Regions from separate parts of the Triticum aestivum genome. Here region 2 is linked to region 1. The links are chromatin contacts, called in public Hi-C maps. All regions are on one chromosome and are shown on one strand. The core of a region is the stretch at or near the end of the contact, and the rest is flanking DNA. Distances in the headings are between cores, read along the strand shown. Region 1 holds the start of LOC123113166 (glutamyl-tRNA(Gln) amidotransferase subunit C, chloroplastic/mitochondrial). Region 2 holds the start of LOC123113170 (elongation factor-like GTPase 1).

The links. Hi-C and Micro-C count contacts between places; a contact is called where the count stands out from the background.
Region 2: a Hi-C map of leaf shows a contact between it and region 1, with 3 times the contacts expected there. The contact joins the promoter of LOC123113170 here to the promoter of LOC123113166 in region 1. A contact is called at or near these places in 2 of 5 Hi-C or Micro-C datasets (both in leaf).

What each region holds. Positions count from the first base shown.
Region 1 is chr5B:554,042,808-554,049,198 of IWGSC CS RefSeq v2.1, forward strand. LOC123113166 (glutamyl-tRNA(Gln) amidotransferase subunit C, chloroplastic/mitochondrial) reads right to left here and starts at 2,336. Exons shown (of 5, transcript XM_044534320.1): 1 at 2,038-2,336; 2 at 1,900-1,940; 3 at 1,508-1,563; 4 at 23-77. The coding sequence starts at 2,250.
Region 2 is chr5B:554,223,403-554,229,573 of IWGSC CS RefSeq v2.1, forward strand. LOC123113170 (elongation factor-like GTPase 1) reads right to left here and starts at 1,574. Exons shown (of 1, transcript XM_044534326.1): 1 at 1-1,574. The coding sequence starts at 1,345.

The DNA.
Region 1 (6,391 bases), core at 1,086-3,585:
CGAAGACATGGAGCCTTGTTACCTGTTAGCAAATGGTTCCGCCTTATCTTCTCTTAAAGAACTACCAGCTGCAGTATCTGTGACCAAGATAGTCAAACATGAAAACAGGAAACAGAAGGTGGCAGACAGACAGAATAAAAGACATGGGCAACATAATTGCTTAGTGGAATTTCTAGGAACTCTGATAGCTTAAAAAAAGCTGTAGGTTTGTACAACAAATGCAAACCAAGGGAGCAAGATTATAGTATATTTTAAGCAACATAAATGTGTGTAGATGAAGGAACTTATTTTGTAGAAAAACAATATTTCAGTGAGCATGTGCAACAATTGATCCACCAATGCCTATGTGTGCCATGCAGCCGGGATACAGTGTGGCTCCTTTCATCCACTACAATTTTGCACAGGACGCCGCGCAACAGCATCTCGGCTGCCTGAGGACAGCATGTTGGTGGATCAATTATTGCGTGTGTTCAAAAGGTTCCGTTTGCGCCACATACCATGGATCAATTATTGCATGACGAAAGATATACAATGTTAGAAACAGTGAATTAAATTAGTCAAAGAAGAAAGCAAAGATATATTTTCTCTCACAACTCAGATGGCTCACTGTCTTGTTCTGCTACATATTAAAATTCAAAATTAGTTGTTACAAACATAAATAATTCACGAGATTCTTTTTGTTCTTCTCTAATCCTTCGATTTCAGGTCTGTTCCCTATATTATACATTAATTTAAGAGAACTTAAAAAGTCGCCGTGCAGTCAGAAAATCTGGGTACAGAGAGAAAAAAGGGTATAAAGTATGGACTGTGACTATTGTCAAATGTGGTACTACCGAACACATACATGTCAAGATTCAAGAGCACATGCATACTGTTATAATGAACTTGTCTAATAAAAAATGGACATAATATTATGAACTGCACAATGGCATAAAACAGAGAGGCAATCCTGAAGCAAATGCGTAATTTTGTTAGTTAAACACAGCAAGGCATGATACTTTGTCATAGCTATTGAGATTATTTTGAGGGATCTTGCTATACCATATGGCATGATCAACGTACATCATAAGCATTCGAAATTGTCTTTGGACTAAGGCTGGTCATAGTGGGAGTAACTTAGCTAGTAACATAACACACCCCAATGCAAATTTGCTTATGTAGCAAGAATTAATGAGAGAGGTGCTTCCAAAGGATAAATTTGCTTATGTAGCAAGAACTAATGAGGAGAGAGGTGCTTCCAAAGGACAAATTTGCTTAGTAAGATAATATGTTAGTGTAACATAGCGCTTCCAAAGGATAAATGAGTCTACAAGATAATAAATGCAATCATCTATGATACTACTTCTATGTTACTTTGCACTATGAAGGTAGTAACATAGACTAGTGTCATATGCATGACACTAGTCAATTTACTCCCCACTGTGACTAGCCTAAGGGGCACTAGCACACTAGTAAGTGATAAGCAACCATGCTACATGGAAATGTGAAGAGTTACATGGATGAGTACCAGCTCTAAGTGAAGGCTCAATGGATTCAAGATCAACCGACTGAAGTTGCCCAAACCTGCAAGGAAAAGAGAAAATAATAATTTCTAACTGCTTCTGATGGCATAAATTCAGTCTCCCGAATCAAGCACGGTTTCTCACAGCCCACCTAAACAACCACCACCACAAAGAGCATAATTTACTGGGCTTAAGTCAACCGTGAGCGCTTGTGGTAATCACTTCTGATGGGTTTACAGGAACCGTCAATTTGCCATGAAGAACCACAGGATGTTCCTTCTAACCACCGTTCGAGTCTAATCTACATACAGACTCCAACAATTCCAACTACCAGGTAGCAAACGCTAAGGTTTGCATTGTGCAGAGTGATAAAAACAGGTAAGGGGTCGTAAATTACCAGTCAACCACCTGCTGAATCTTGGGCGCGAACTCCTCGGCCTAGCAGTCGAACAGGCAGCAAATCATCAGCCTTATACGCAGCGCACGGGAAGTTTCGAGAGGGTTCCCATCGAGAGAGAAAGAGTGGCGTGCTGACCTCTTGCGGCGAGAGAGATATGCGGGCAGAGTTGGCGAGGCGGGGAAGGTCCGGCGGCTCCAGGGGCCCCGGCCCCGCGGTGGGCGCTACGTTCGGGAAGGAGGAGAGCGGGCGCCGCCGCAGCAGAGACCACCGGTTGCTCGGCGAAGCGTGCCCCGGCGGCGCGGCGGCCCAGCGGAGCCTGGGAATGGCCGAGGCGGCGGCGGAGAGCATGGCCGTCGTTGCTGCCGGCGATGCTAAAAGAGAGGAGGGGTTTGGATTTGGACCAGAGGCGATCCGAGCGGATTATCCACTGCTGACGCTCTCCACTCTCCATGTGCACCGTCCGATCTCTACTCTACGGCTGTGATGAGGGCTGCGACATTTGATGGAGCTCTGGCTGGGCTTTATGGATCCACCTCGCCTGGTGGCTGGGCCGCGCCTCCGATTTGCTGTGCTGCGAGCCTCGTCACGGTTCACGTGGCTAAAAAAAAACGTGTCAGATTTTACATATATAACATTTAGATTAACTAGCAAATATGCCCGTGCGTTGCAACGGGAGAAAAAAAATGCATGCCTTATAAACACAACGACATCAACAAATCCCTTAAAATCTTTCATTATGCCACACAACAAGCAACATGATAAGTGGTGTTGTGCAAAAACATAAAGGTGTGATGATTTTTGAAGTGTACTCAAGGTGTTTAGAATTCATTATACAACACAAATATCTACCTAGTTGCCAGTATATGTTTACGCATTTGTTGTTGTTTCTCGGTGATGCCCAAAAAAATATTGCATTAGAATGAAAATAGCAAAATACATTTTAGTATTTAATGATAACATGTGCATAAGAGCATTATTTTTGTCATATACTCCCCCCATCCAAAAAAGCATGTCCCAAACTTGTCCCTCAAATGGATGTATCTAGCACCAAGTTAGATTTAATGATGATAGCATATTTGAAATCTACGTATTTTGTGTGTGTTTGCAATCATAATTCAGTTACTTAATTTGGTTGCAAATATATTGGATAGCTCTACCAAAAACAACCAATCTATAAAGGACATATGCAATAGGCATTTCTAAAATATCTCATCATATAAAGAAGGTATTGTTTAAGTTTGCACCCTGTACATAATTTTAAAAATTAATGATGATAGCATATTTGGAATCTATGTAGTTTGTGTGTGTTTAGCATCATAATTCAGTTACTTAATCTGGTTGCAAACATATTGGATAGCTCCACCAAAAATAACCAATCTATAAGGACATATGCAATAGGCATTTCTAAAATATCTCATCATATAAAGAAGGTATTATTTAAGTTTGCACCCTGAACATAATTTTAAAAATTAATGATAATGGCATATTTGGAATCTACACATTTTTCTGATGAACTTTCATATATGACATGTCACATTGAGTAAGGGTTTTAAAGATATGCCACACAACAAGCAACATGATAAGTGGTGTTGTGCAAAAACATAAAGGTGTGATGATTTTTGAAGTGTACTCAAGGTGTTTAGAATTCATTATACAACACAAATATCTACCTAGTTGCCAGTATATGTTTACGCATTTGTTGTTGTTTCTCGGTGATGCCCAAAAAAATATTGCATTAGAATGAAAATAGCAAAGTACATTTTAGTATTTAATGATAACATGTGCATAAGAGCATTATTTTTGTCATATACTCCCCCCATCCAAAAAAGCATGTCCCAAACTTGTCCCTCAAATGGATGTATCTAGCACCAAGTTAGATTTAATGATGATAGCATATTTGAAATCTACGTATTTTGTGTGTGTTTGCAATCATAATTCAGTTACTTCATTTGGTTGCAAATATATTGGATAGCTCCACCAAAAACAACCAATCTATAAAGGACATATGCAATAGGCATTTCTAAAATATCTCATCATATAAAGAAGGTATTGTTTAAGTTTGCACCCTGTACATAATTTTAAAAATTAATGATGATAGCATATTTGGAATCTATGTAGTTTGTGTGTGTTTAGCATCATAATTCAGTTACTTAATCTGGTTGCAAACATATTGGATAGCTCCACCAAAAATAACCAATCTATAAGGACATATGCAATAGGCATTTCTAAAATATCTCATCATATAAAGAAGGTATTATTTAAGTTTGCACCCTGAACATAATTTTAAAAATTAATGATAATAGCATATTTGGAATCTACACATTTTTCTGATGAACTTTCATATATGACATGTCACATTGAGTAAGGGTTTTAAAGATATGAAAATTTCAAAAATATTTGATCTTTGAAAGAAAAAAGGAGGGTGTGGGAATCGAACCCACAACCTGCAGCTAGCTAGGCCAAGGAACCAACCAGTGCGATGGTCCTATGGTTGTTGTCCTTGAGGGGATCTACGCTTTTTAAGTGATGGGCTAGCGCGGACAAAAAAAAGAAAAAGGCCAAACGTTTTTCTCACTTAATGGTGGCATTGGTGGGTAATTTTTTGCAACTTTAGGGGCAGTTTTAATGACGGATGGGCAGAAGCGATAGCCGCTTTATTAGTAGGTAAATATTAATAATACTCAGGTTTTTAAATTATAAGATATTCTAGCTTTTTGAATCAGATGTATATAGATGCGTTTTATGTTGGAAATATGAGCAATTTACCGTATAATTTTACTAACGAAAATACTAGATAAAGCATGACTAATATAGCAGAGATAAAGTAAGTCATGCAATCTGACAGAGAGAAGGTAAATAGCATCTTCACATATGAACTGTAGGCAAACATATCTAGAGCAAGCAACATATATGAAGTAGAGCCTAACATATGTAGGGAAAACACTAGAACAAGGAACAGTGGCAGGACCTCTAACAGAAAGAGTAAGAACACATACGAGACAGCAGCAGTAGCGGTAGCACTGGACTTGGGGTCGGTGTCCTCGCCAGCCATGTCATCGAGGAGGTTGTCGACGTCGGGGAAGAAGTCATCATCGGGGCAGTAGTCGTCGGAGTCCGTGACGAAGGAGTCAGTAGTCGCGCAGAGCGCTCCCCAAAAACCTTATCACCTTTCTCCCGTACAGGACTCAAAAGGTGCAGTTTCGGAGACCTACTGTCCCGACTTGCGATGCACGCCGCAAGACGAGATGGGGAAGAACGTAGCAGCAGCGCAGTGCTCAGGAACTTGGTGGCGAGAGGGAGATCGTCTTTCTGATGTGTCTCTCTGGAGAGGAGCGACCTCTCTTATATAGGCACAGGAGAGAGAGGCAAACAGGCTGCGACGGGAGGTGAAGCAACAAAGGGAGACGAAGCGAACAGGCAGCAGGCGAAGAGGTGCGCCGTTCGTATTCAATCTCCACTACAGCAAAAACGTTTCAGCTCCAGTGTAACCGTTCGTATACCCATCGTGCGTGGCAAAATTTTAGACATCGGCTCGGCTCATTCCCGCGGTGCGGCGCGGCGCGTCGTGGCGTGGTGTGGCGGGCGGCGGAGGAGGAGCGCGCGCGGATGTCCCTCTTGTTCTCATGCTCATACATGTGGGGAAAGAACCTCCCTTATAAAGAGGTCCAACTCCCTCTAAACTAGCAATGTGGGACTAAACTTTAGTTGCACCTCTTGCCTTGCACAAATGGGCTGCGTGGGCCTCTAGGATTTATTAGAAATTTCTGAAACTGCTATTGGGCTGACCCAAAATAGACAAAATTCCAGCAATCCCCCACCAGATCCCAGAGGCACACAAAATTTACCTTTGGTTCCAAAACACTGTTTTATATACCGGTACTGCAGTGAAGACTATTAAGTTGAACTTCCACCTAGAATTCTATGCTACACTAGTAAGCAACTTGAACAGTGGACTGGGCCTTGAACTGCAAGTTTTCTGTGAATCTAGCTTCACACAAAGCCTTGACCGATACGTGGCTACCGCAGGTCTTCCCCGCGGGTGGAGCTTATGCGTCATACTCCGAGACCTTTCATGAGTTTACTAGAGAGAACCCTACTCTGATAGATTGCAACGTTTAACAATCAGACTCATATAGGTGTGTTCTTCAAAAGATGTTCTGCATGATAACATATTTGCTTCAAAGAGCCTCTTAGAACACATTAAGATATGCATCAACCTGCCATGCAAATTTAGGAGAGTATTGCATCTTCATGGAGTGGTATTTTTAATAGTAAGGATACTCTCCTCCCAGTTGACCAACAGCTTGTCTTCCACATCTAATTCACGGGATCTCCGATCACAAAGAATAGGTTACCATTGATAACAACTCATATTGTGGGTCTCATACCCATCTCCCTCGATGCATTATCTATCATATTACGTGATAGACCCTTAGTAAAAGGATCTGCCAGATTTTTAGATGTTTGGATATAATCCAATGCAATAACT
Region 2 (6,171 bases), core at 324-2,823, 180 kb after region 1:
TTGCATCCTGATGGTTCAACAACTCGCCGTGCACCCCCTTCGGTGGTAACATCTTACATGGCACCGCAAACATCTTCGACACATACACCACCACCGGAGAATCTGCACCCGCGTCACAGGTCTCCACACACCTTCTGACCCTCTCTGCCTCCAAGACAACCTCAGCGCAACCAGCAGCATCCTCTGGTGCAAGCTCCCTCTTTGGCATAAGCCTTGCAACCCTGGCCCCTTGGGCGACAACAGGGTCAGGAGTGCATTCGACCACCATTGCCATCACTGCATCTGCCAGCGGCAGCCACCGGCTCATCACAGACTGCAAAACTAACTTTGGGTCCTTGTTCTGCAGCTCCCGCGGCGGAATGTTCAATTTGAAGTTGCTAATGACCTTCTGAACTATCTCCCCGTCCTGCCCCAGCACTCCCTCGTACAATTTCCATAGGGGCTTCAGAATGAACTCCACAAACATGGGCTCCCGGTCAGTACCCTCCACCGCCTTCTTTCCCACAATCATAAAATTCTTCTTACCCTTCTTATCCACCTTTTTGTCCAAGTATCGCGGCCCCCAAAATCCTCTCAGCAAAGCAGAGGCGCTGGCGCCAAGCTTGGTGGCGTACAACTCTGCGAAGTGGTGGATGCGGAAGCCCCAGCCATCGAGGGCGCAGGCGAAGACGACATTGCCCTTTTGGGGCTGGAAGGCGTCCTCCTCGTCGTCATCAGCATCTTCCGGGAGATCGTCCTGTGAGGCTGACGAGCTGGAGGACGGTTGGTCCTCGAGGGAGGCGAGGACGGAGAAGTAGGAGTGCGACCGCAGCGCGGAGTAGATGGAGTTGACGTCGGCGAGGATGCGGTGCAGGCGCGTGTAGGCCTCGGCGGGGGTGAGGTGGAGCTCGGTGATGAGGCGGTCGAGCTTGTTGAGGACGAGGCAGGGGCGGAGGCGCTCGAGGAAGGCCTGGCGCAGCGCGGCGTGGGTCTGGATGTGGACGCCCTCGACGGCGTCGACGAGGATGAGCGCCGAGTCGGAGAGGCGCGCGGCGGAGGAGACCTCGGAGCAGAAGTCGATGTGGCCCGGGGAGTCGATGAGGTTGACCCGGTGCGCGGCGGGGCCGTCGCCGTAGCGGAGGAGCACGGCGGCAGACTTCATGGTGATGGCCCGGCGCTGCTCCTCGTCGAGGTAGTCCATGAAGCGGAGGCGGCCGGCGAGCCTGGGGTGGAGCAGGCCGTCGCCGCAGGAGGCGACGAGGTGGTCCGCCAGCGTGGTCTTCCCGTGGTCGACGTGCGCCAGGATGCACGTGTTGCGGACGCGCCGGGGGTCCGCCGGCAGCGCCGTGCTCTCCGCCGCCGCCATCGCGGTGGGAGGTGGTGCTGGTTAAGTCGGGCTAGGGGAACGTGGAGGCGGCGAGGAAGCCGGCGACGGCTGACGCGGGTTTGGGGTGGGAGGCTGATCCGGGCGGATGGGCGGCGGCAGAGGAGCGGGAGCGGCGGCGGCGGCGGGGAGAAACCCTAGCGCTCGTGTCGGGACGAGGGGATTTGTCCCTGCGGAAGAGGAGGAGCGGACCGAAACGATTGTCTCCTCCTAGTGGCAATTTGACCGTAAATACTGATAGTTTTAGGGGCAAAGGGGTATACCGGTCGGATTCAAGTGGCTCTGGCCCGGTCCGAAGGAACTTGGCGCTCAAGTTTGATCGACCAAACTTGGCAGCAACGAAAAGGCGCTGCTAAATCTCAAAAAAGAGAACAAAATTAAAAACCAAAGCCTGTTTACAGGAAATTTGTAGAAAAAGATAGCAATTTTGTAAAAGAAAAAATATATTTGAGGCCCTTTAGTTTGTAGGAATGGATTCCTATTCTTATACAGGATAGGAAACAATCTTTCACATTTCAAAAAAAAAATAACCTTGGTGTTCAATGAAAAAATTCATATTCTATTTTGATGATTTTTATTTTTTACTAGTAGCCTTGCACGTGCACGCACGTCTCTACAAGACACATCTTATGATTCGATTGAATGGCCCTTTTTAGTTTTTACATACACAACAGAGAGTACATTGTATAAACATATAGTGTGTCACTTAGTCTTAGTTCGATTAATTTGCGACCATAGACACCCCTGGTATGAACAGCAAAGGAAACACCGCATTGCATCCATGAACTCATGGCTGGTCATTACACCTCCGTAACCACGTCATGTTTAGGCTTCAGTGTTGTTATGCTGAGAAGTCAAAATTGTGATTATTTTGCTAAACTTTCAAGCCGCTAGTAGATGGGATCACCAGTTATTTTTTCCAGCGGGGAGGGATCATGGGAGTAACTTGAGTTTCAAATGGAAAGCAATGTTTTAATACCAAGAGAACAATCCTTTACAAGAAATATCAATAGGCCCTCATGGGCAGGTCAAAATGTGCTCATGCAACACAACACAACACAACACAAAGCTTTAGTACCCGGAGTTGCTAAATCATGAGCTACCGCGTTCCTTGATTTAATAAAAAAAAATCTGACCATATTAGCTTACACTGAAGAGTGGCTCAACAGATAAGCTTGTTCGCAAGCAAGGAAATCAGTTCCATAATCACTTGACTACCCGATTCCAAGACAACATTGTGCACGACATGAAGTATATTGGCCATGGAGAAGCATGGTCAACTCCGCCGCCGCCTGCATGATTCTCTTTCCTTTTGAAAACATGCTGGAATGACTACGAAGAAACAATAACCGAGCCGATGTAGTATCATCAACCTCAACATCTACATAAAGTTTGGTTCAGCCCGGACAAGAATACGCACCAATCGACTTGGCAATTGATGCGATGATGAAACATATATATGTAATCTGCATGAGTTAAAGAGATGATTGAACATAAAACAATCAATGTTAGTTGGCCAGACCAAACTTGTGGTAACTTGGGAAATATCACAAAATTAAATACAAAACCTCTAAATCGACGCTAATCATCACAGACAAAAAAAAAGTACAAACAATAATATCACTAACAAATTGAAATTGAACTGAATAAATATTTGGTAATGTGGTTGTTCTAATTGTCAGGAGAGAATGTTTGGTGTACTTTTATCCTCAAAAGAATCGTTTTCATAATCTAGCATCTTAACCTTGTAGATTGAGCACCTGATTAGCTCATCTCGCATCAAATGGAGTAAACCATCATCATCGTCTAGCATCATAGCTGGTAGTTCCAATGTATATTTTGCAATGAACTCTAGCATGGACACGGTCAACCAACATCATAATATCCTACTCACTAACCAACATCAGAATATCGTCCAAACCAACATCTTAACTTCTCAATGATGGAAATACAAGAGAAACACGGACAAATGCAAGCATGAAGAAGCAGGGCTACATAATAAAGACCTTCAAGTCAGTAGATTTACTATACTTACTCCAAATTAGCAACAGTGTATGAGTAGAAAACTAAAAGGGACAACACCAATAACTCAAAAATTAGTTCCCTATAGAACCTATAAAGAGGTGGCTGAAAAACTGATAGGTTGTCACAGTGAAAGATATTAGATAAAACAGGAAGCTTGCAGCAGCTGCATTAGTATATAATTACCGTGGTCAATTGTTCATCAATAGATATGTGGAAACCATATATATATATATACCTCAAGTTTCTTAATCTCCATCTCAGCCTGTTCTCATCTCATGGTTCCTTCACGTGAGTATCTTCATCTCTTCACGCTTGTTTTGAATTCATGAACCAAAAAAATTGACCACAAATAGAGTGAGATACCTGATAGATCGCACCTCCACAGCACTGCAGTCGTCCGCCTTGCTGACGCCACTGGCCTGGTTAGATGTATAGTTGTTTGTTCAAGACAATTGTCTTGCTCAGATGACTTCCCAGTGAGACACCTATCATTGATTAGTTTTATAGCAACATGAGTCCTCCATTTTCCATCACAAGTTCCAGAACTCTTTCAAAAAGATGGAGTTGCAGAACTGACTTCCTGGAGCTCTTCAGGTCATCGGTCTTTGCAATCTGCCACATGAACACATGGGTGGTAAAAAATATTACTTTGCATTCAATATGTGCACATTCATAAATACAAGAGTTTCTGATCGTAACCTGAAGGTGTCCAAGCGCATGTGTGACTTGTAATCCTGACATCGAATCTAGTGTTTTGCCATTGATAACATGCACATACTCTTGTTAAGTTGGTAAGCACTAAAGATGACATGAAGCACAACATATATGAACTTCTAGGCAATCACATCCTAACCTCATTGTTTTAAGCTTGCCCATCCTTATTAGTGACATTCCCAAGCACTTCATTTAGCACAGCGCGTACTTATTACGTTTCTTTTTATGTCGTCTAGGTGCTGGACTTCAACCGCAAGGCCGACACCGTCCTGGCAGACATTGAGATGACGAGAATGATCATGAAAGCAGACTCCGTTCCAACAGGATCATGAGAACAACAGCTAACAGCTAGTGCTCGATCGGTATAGAATCGTAGATGCAGGTGCAGCAAGCAAGCAACAACTGTGAACTGAAGAAGTTGGCGTAACAAATTTTAGTGCGACTAAACTATGTTGCAAACTGAAACAAAGTGCGTCTCAACGCATCAGTTTCTTGCTCCTTCAGATTAACAGACCTTAACTAAACAACATCTTGTACTACTATTCTATCCCGAGTTACCTATTTAGGCAAAACTTCTAGGACGGTAGTATTAAGAAAAAATGCGCCGAGTAGTATCAAGACGGGGTGCATCTTGGACATATTGTGAAAATCAACTGCATGCACACATACAAAAATGCACCCAAAGTCATGCCTAAGATCCGAGAGAAAGAAAGAGCCCTTGAATCAAACTATTAACACACATGATGCGGAGCATCCCACGATCATCCTTATGGACGTATCTACATCTCCCACAACACCACTTGGACCAATGACAAGAGCTCGAGCAAAGGTTATCGAAGATAAGGTGAACTCGCTCCTTTCCGAACTCCTACTTTCTACTTATGAGACATAGCTACTACCTCGTACGGAGACCCTATGTGTGATCAGGTATTTGAAGGAAAGCCACGGATCAGCTACACCCAACGGACAAGACAGCGAGGACGCCAAGTTCAACGGACAAGAAGAAGGACCGCTCGAAACTCCCAGTCATCGAACGACTGACGTCTCTCGGACGTCCGGCGCCTTGAGGCTCCGACCGGCCAGCCAAGTCCCAGCCAGAGCACGCTCCAGCGCCCAGACGTCCGAGCAACACCGGACGACCGACACCTCCCAGCGTCCGGACGACCGAGCGACACCGGACGACCGGCACCACCACACCCGAGCCAAAACATCGGAAGAACGGAGACCTCCGGACGACCGACCGACCAGACGACTGACCCCGACCGGACGACCGACAAGTCCTGACCAGAGCCGAAACATCGGATGCCCGATCGACACCAGACGTTCGGACCCTCGCGAGCCTTCAGACGACCGGTGACCATCGGACGTCCGACGCCTGTGTGACCGCCCGCGTGTTGGACCGAAGCCACTTACCCTTTCGTCCACTAAGACTATAAATAGACCTCCTCCGCCCTCTTTCTAGGGTTAGCAATGTGATAGCTCATATTTGAGATAGAGCTTTACTCATCCACTTGGTTACTTCTCCTCCGAGCTCACGACCTCTTCGGAGAAGATCCCCCAAGCGGATTCAAGACCCCATCACGGAAGACCCTTCAAGACCTCCTCACGGAGAAGACCTTTTGTATCGTCCTTTGTTGACCTTGAATCATGTATCACTCTTTGTGTTTCGAGGTTCTAGCATATGTGTGCCCGGATCTTGTTGGTTGAGTGATTTCTCTTGTGTTTCCCCTCGTGTTCCTCTCGTTTTCCCCTCGTGTTCTTCGTAGGATCCCCTCCAATCGTGAAAGATCGGGCATCCAGGATTCTACCCTACATCATCTTGGATCAGAGCCAACTTGCTCATGGTCATCTTGGTATCATGAGCCACATTGATCACGTATTTGGAGCCCCTACCCCTTGTTTTCTAGCTTGATTATGTTGTGTTCTTCTCCAATTTCGAAAATCCCCACCAAAAATACCCCCAATTTTTTTTTATGATTTGTTGGTGTGATGAAGTTTTGTTGGGTTTGATCTGCCACGTATGGATCTAACTTTCCCCCATCATCTCCACCATTTCCATCCACAAAATC